Linked DNA regions of Arabidopsis thaliana: region 1 is linked to region 2. Evidence: chromatin contacts called from public capture Hi-C data. All regions are on one chromosome and are shown on one strand. Each heading gives the region's core, a stretch centred on a gene start, on an enhancer-like site or on the middle of the called end of the contact. The rest is flanking DNA. Distances are from core to core; before and after follow the strand shown. Region 1 holds the start of VCL1 (vacuoleless1 (VCL1)). Region 2 holds the start of AT2G37820 (Cysteine/Histidine-rich C1 domain family protein).

Region 1 (2,700 bases), core at 43-2,542, 67 kb after region 2:
AGAGTGTTAGAAATTTTCCATTAGGTGATACAATCATCTTCTGGACCACTCCAATCAAATTCCCAGAATCATCATTCTGCATCTCAGAGTCATCAACACTAGGCTCATCAAACCTAATAGTTTGAACCATGTCCTCCTCCACAACAAAAATATCATCGCCAACTGCTACCAACACCTCAGCAATCCCAGACATCGTGTACTTAGGTTCCCTCACAGTCAAGCAGATTGGCTGAAGCAGATCATCTTCTGCTAACCCCGGCACATCAGGCAACTTAGAAGGCTTCATTGTCTTGAAATCGAAAATACAGATCAACTGCCCTCCTTCTGTCAAGCAGACAACACCATTTCCCCAGAAGACACACTCCACCACATTCTGCTCAAAGCACTCCTGGCCCATAGACATATTGGGCTCAATGAGCTCAGCGTGGATGTTGTAACGATAAATGGTTCCATCTTGGACAATGCAAATTAGTGTCTGATCATCTGACCAGGACATTCCGATCAGACGTCCCCCGGGATGCTTCCAAACCGTCTCAGAGAGAAGTATACCTGCTGAGTTAAAGATGCGGAGCTTTCTTAGAGCAGATTCAGCATATAGTTGGACAATCTTCGAGTCATCTCGAATAACTGCAATTGGCCCACCAAACGAAGCACACGCCACCTTGTTACGACTCAAATCTACATGTTTCCATTTCATTTGGTATATCTCAGGCTTCCTATAATATCGATCATAGAGAAGCTGCCATTCCGCAGCAACAGACACGTTTGCCATCTTATTTCGTCAGGACCTGCAGAATAATCAAAAGAGCCAGGATCATTGATTTGGTTATGAAAACAAAGAAACACATATCTAAAGGAGTAATAAGCCCCCAAAACATCATCCATGGCTAGAAAGTAGCAATGAATTGCTAAAAGAGAACTCTTTTAAGCTGATGGACACAAAATCACACTTAAAAAATCATCTAAAAATCGCAAATTTGACCCTAGAAATTACGTTAGCTGCGATCAAACTCGAAACTAAGCTGAATTTTTTCAATTCCCAATCTATAACTACACAATTTATATGAAGACTAATCTAGGTAAAGGCTCTACAATGAAACTGGAGCAATCAAAGTTCATCAATCTCATTACTTTAATCGATTTTGAGAACGTCGTTAAAGGAGTAATATTTGATAAACATCGATCAATAAGAAAACTTACGTTTGGTCAAAGAGGAGAATCGAGCAAGGTACGAATTTATCGACCGGACGAAGGAGTTTGGAGATCGGAGCGAAGACGAAACATCAAGCAAGCCACGATCCTATTTTCTTCAAATTAATTACCTTTTTCAGAAAATATACTTTTTTATTCTTTTTGATAAATACCATATTTTATGGATTTTACATTAATTTGGAACAATTATTTTAATGATACATGTATAATTATTTTTTTTTAAACTATGGGTTATTTTTTTCAAAAAAATAATGTGTGGATGTTTCAAAAAAAATCAAATTTCATAATGAAACAAACAAAAATTCGAAGAAGATAATACACATTGTGTTGAGAACAAACAATTATTACACATTGTCGGATTAACCATATAAATACCGAACTTTGCCTTTTGATTTGGCCAAAACCTTAAAGTTAAGGTAAAACCTTCATAGCTGTCCAACAATGTTAATAAATCCATCTTAGAGTTTAAGGTCATTGACAGAACTTTCAGTAACTTTGTCTCCCAAAGCACTCCTTATGTGATACACATACACTAATGGGTAAAAAATTTCAATTTCTCTGACCATATCAATAAATGTCAACGGCAGAGGCAAAAAAAAAAAATTTGGTCAACGAAGCAAATCATAGTGGTTTCTACCACTGTAAAGAAGCCTAACAACATTCTTGTTTGTCTTCCCCTTTCCCCAGCCTCCTCGAAATTCACTTCCATACTCTTGAATCGGTATAAAACCCGGCCCATACCCTCCTCCTCTTCCATGCTAGATAAACAATACCAAATAACTCAAGTTCTGAATACAGTTACTAGAACAAAAGAAACACCTAGTCTTGCTTACATAAGACTCAAATTCAAAGGGCGTTTACCTCGTGCTCAGGTATGTAGACGATGATAGGCTGTTTACATAGCTTGGAGAGAACCTGTTGAAGCAAAACACTGACATTAGATCATTTCTCTATGATGGCAGTTTTAAATGCAGGAAACTCACTAGCAGCTCGGACTCTCCTCCCCAGAAATCGTGTCTTCCAATCCGCTGGCAAAAGCTGAAGAAAAATGCTTAACGTGATAAGGAAAAACAATGCCATTTAGCTGAAAAGTGGTAATGAGTGTGAATGAATTCTTATGAGTTATGACTCACCGTTTCAGAGACTCATCCACAGTGATAGCCACTAAAGCTTCTTTGTACTTCTCCCTTTCCTTGGGGTCATTGCATATAACCTCTTTCACAGCCATTCGTAACTCATCTGTGAAACAAAGGCAAGTTTTGCCACACAAAAACATGATGAACAAGAGATAAACATTCAAATGTATAGACCAGAGAAACCACAAAACATTTTTCCACCAAAAAGGCTAACAGAATGAAACAAAATCCAGTTTTGATTCCCCAATCTCAGCAAGCTTAACACAGTTCAATCTCTTAGATTTCAAAAACACACAACAAAAATCAAAACAAGGCTATATGATCAAATATATAGTTACCTGCATCATCTCTC
Region 2 (2,700 bases), core at 10-2,509:
AATTAATAAATTTGTTTGACAATTTCAAGTCATAATAACTTTGTTCACTTGTGGTTACAAAAACATAAATTATTGGTCACTTGTGCTCCGACGAATAATAACTTAACTCAGTCGTTAGAAACTCATACAACGCGGTATAGCAGTTTCGCTGACATCAGGCTAGTTGACTGACGACGTACCCTATAAGCCTGTTCTAACTACATATAATGTGGCCTCTTTTTTGAGCCACTGTTTCTCTCTCTTTTTTTGAAATGATCTTCAAGGACTGAGTTCCATGGTTTTTCTGGAATAAATAACTTTTGCAGAGTATTAGTTAAACTACAAGAAATGCAACGTTCTCCTACAATAAAAATGGTAAAAATTTCGTAGAAAATATGCGTTTCTTTCTAATTTCCTACAACAAAAATGGTATAACGTTATACTATTATTTTATTTTGTGAAATTTGTAAAACTACATTTATGTCGGTTGAATTTTAGTGTAATAACGTGAACCTTTATAAGAAAGTAAACTAGTGATATGTAGTAGAATCCATAGTAAAAAGTTCCACTTTGATTTTGAGTAGAAATGTAAGGAGAATCCATATGATCATCATTCATTGAAACAAAATGTATGAAGTCAAAAAAGTAATAAAAGAACTGTATAAACTATAGGATTTGCTTCGTTTTTTTATTTTTCTTTGGGAACTTGCGGCGCCTAAAAAAAGATTAGAACTATTCCAAGCAATTATGACGGAGAATCGTGATATCGTATATTATTCCAGACAGCATTTTATATTCAACCATGTTGTCGTTGTAATATCCAATTAGCCAAACTTCAATCAAAGCATTATCATGCTTGACATGTTTGTAAATATAATATATTTTCAGTCTAAAACTAGTTATAGAAACAAATGTTAAAAGAATAATAGTTGTCTTTATAACCTTGATCAAAATGTACTTTCGTTTGTTATTAGTATTTTTAGATTTAGAATAAACCATATAGATAAGATAAGAATATGTAAATAAAAAATAAAAAAGTGGTCAAGTGTAACTCAACTAACAATTAAAAACCGGTAAAACCAATTCTACATAAATTTAAATATTAAAACATTAGTACATATCTATATTGAATGATTAAAAATGAACATTAAATATAATAAGGATAGAGACTTTCCCACCTCTTAAGTCAGTCAACTCGTCGAAAGTCAACTAATAACGGTGTGACACTCTGTCACAAATCAGAAGAGTAATCATATATACAACTCTCATTCTGATATTCGGAAGAAATGTCACTATACTTTCTTTTTGTCATTATATTTCCAACACCAAACACAACTCTCTGTCTCTCTCTCTGAATCAAGAACGGTAAAGATGGCTCCAAGGACACTAAAACGGCACACCGTTCAGCATTTCACGCATATTCATCCATTGACAGAGTTTAACAGCATTGGTGATTTCATCTGCGACGGCTGCAAAACCTACGGCTCAGGCAAGACATATCGATGCGAACCATGCAACTATGATCTCCATGAGTATTGTGCCACATGTCCCCTTACCCTTCCAACTTTCATTCATCCCCAGCATGAGCTCAGCCTCGTCGTTCGAAAACAACAGTCCACACGCCAAAACGACCGCGCGTGTGACATATGCGACGAGTCGGTAGAAGGGTTGTTCTACAGATGCAAGATATGTGAGTTTGACGTGCATCCTCTCTGCACGCAGCTGCCTCAACACGTGAGGCATGTCCTTCACCCTGCCCATCACTTAGAGTTTCGCCCCTCGGGAGCTAGCACGTGTATGGTTTGTCACGGCCCGTGCCAATCTTGGAGGTATAGGTGTGAGTTATGTAGATTCGATATCCATATGGAGTGTATCCTAGCCGTGTGTAACACGTCACCTTCTGACCAGACCGATGCGTCTGGTACTAAGAGCAGAGGACTCAAGCAACAAGGTGGACAACCGTCACCGCCCACGCAGTGGCAACAACCACATTTTGGTTACCCGTATGCGTATGGGCCGATGGGTCAACAACAACCTTATTTTAATTATCATCCCTATAATTACAATAATTTCAATTACATGAACGGGTATAATATGAATCCGGGTCAGGTACCAATGGCTGGGGCGAGTCAAAACTCGACTCCGAGTAAGGGCTGGAGAATGTTTACGATTGCATCGAAGCTAACAATGGGAGTTGTCTCTAGTGCAATATTTGGGTTTCCCATTACAAATCTCATGTCGTGACTTTTGTTTTCTTTCTTCTAATTTCGGCGCTAAAGTATAGTTACAACTTGCAAGAGTTATTTGGTGAATCCATACCCGAAAAAAAACACTAATTACAATGGTGAGTTTGGTAATAATCAATATTAGTGGTAAATTTGGTTTTCTAAAAATTGTGTGATGACATATCAGTGGTATACAGAGATATCAGATCTGATCAATATTTTTTTGACGAAAATGTAAGAAACAAATTCTTTCAACTATTTTTTTTTTTCCTGGAACATAAAACCATCGTGGATGGAACTATTAGCAAATGCAAATTCCAAAATAATCAAAATAATTACGCATCTCCTAATAGGAAATACTTGACGGAGTTCTGTGACTCATGTCTTGTGCAGTCATTTTTATGGATAGGACCGGATAATAACCAGAGTACAAGAATTCTAAGTTTTCTAACAGTACTTCTTTACATATTTGGATTTATTCTTGTTGTTCAATTTG

The links. Capture Hi-C pulls out chosen DNA fragments and counts their contacts.
Region 1: a capture Hi-C map of seedling shows a contact between it and region 2, with 1.7 times the contacts expected there. The contact joins the promoter of VCL1 here to the promoter of AT2G37820 in region 2. A contact is called at or near these places in 2 of 26 Hi-C or Micro-C datasets (leaf and root) and 1 of 3 other capture datasets (seedling).

Annotation. Positions count from the first base shown.
Region 1 is chr2:15,913,419-15,916,118 of TAIR10.1, forward strand. It overlaps VCL1 (vacuoleless1 (VCL1)), which reads right to left and starts at 1,293. Exons shown (of 16, transcript NM_129359.4): 1 at 1,201-1,293; 2 at 1-788. The coding sequence starts at 772. AT2G38025 (Cysteine proteinases superfamily protein) reads right to left here. Exons shown (of 8, transcript NM_179959.4): 4 at 2,687-2,700; 5 at 2,346-2,451; 6 at 2,196-2,250; 7 at 2,074-2,127; 8 at 1,540-1,970. The coding sequence ends at 1,821.
Region 2 is chr2:15,846,191-15,848,890 of TAIR10.1, forward strand. AT2G37820 (Cysteine/Histidine-rich C1 domain family protein) reads left to right here and starts at 1,260. Exons shown (of 1, transcript NM_129338.4): 1 at 1,260-2,469. The coding sequence starts at 1,351. The coding sequence ends at 2,223.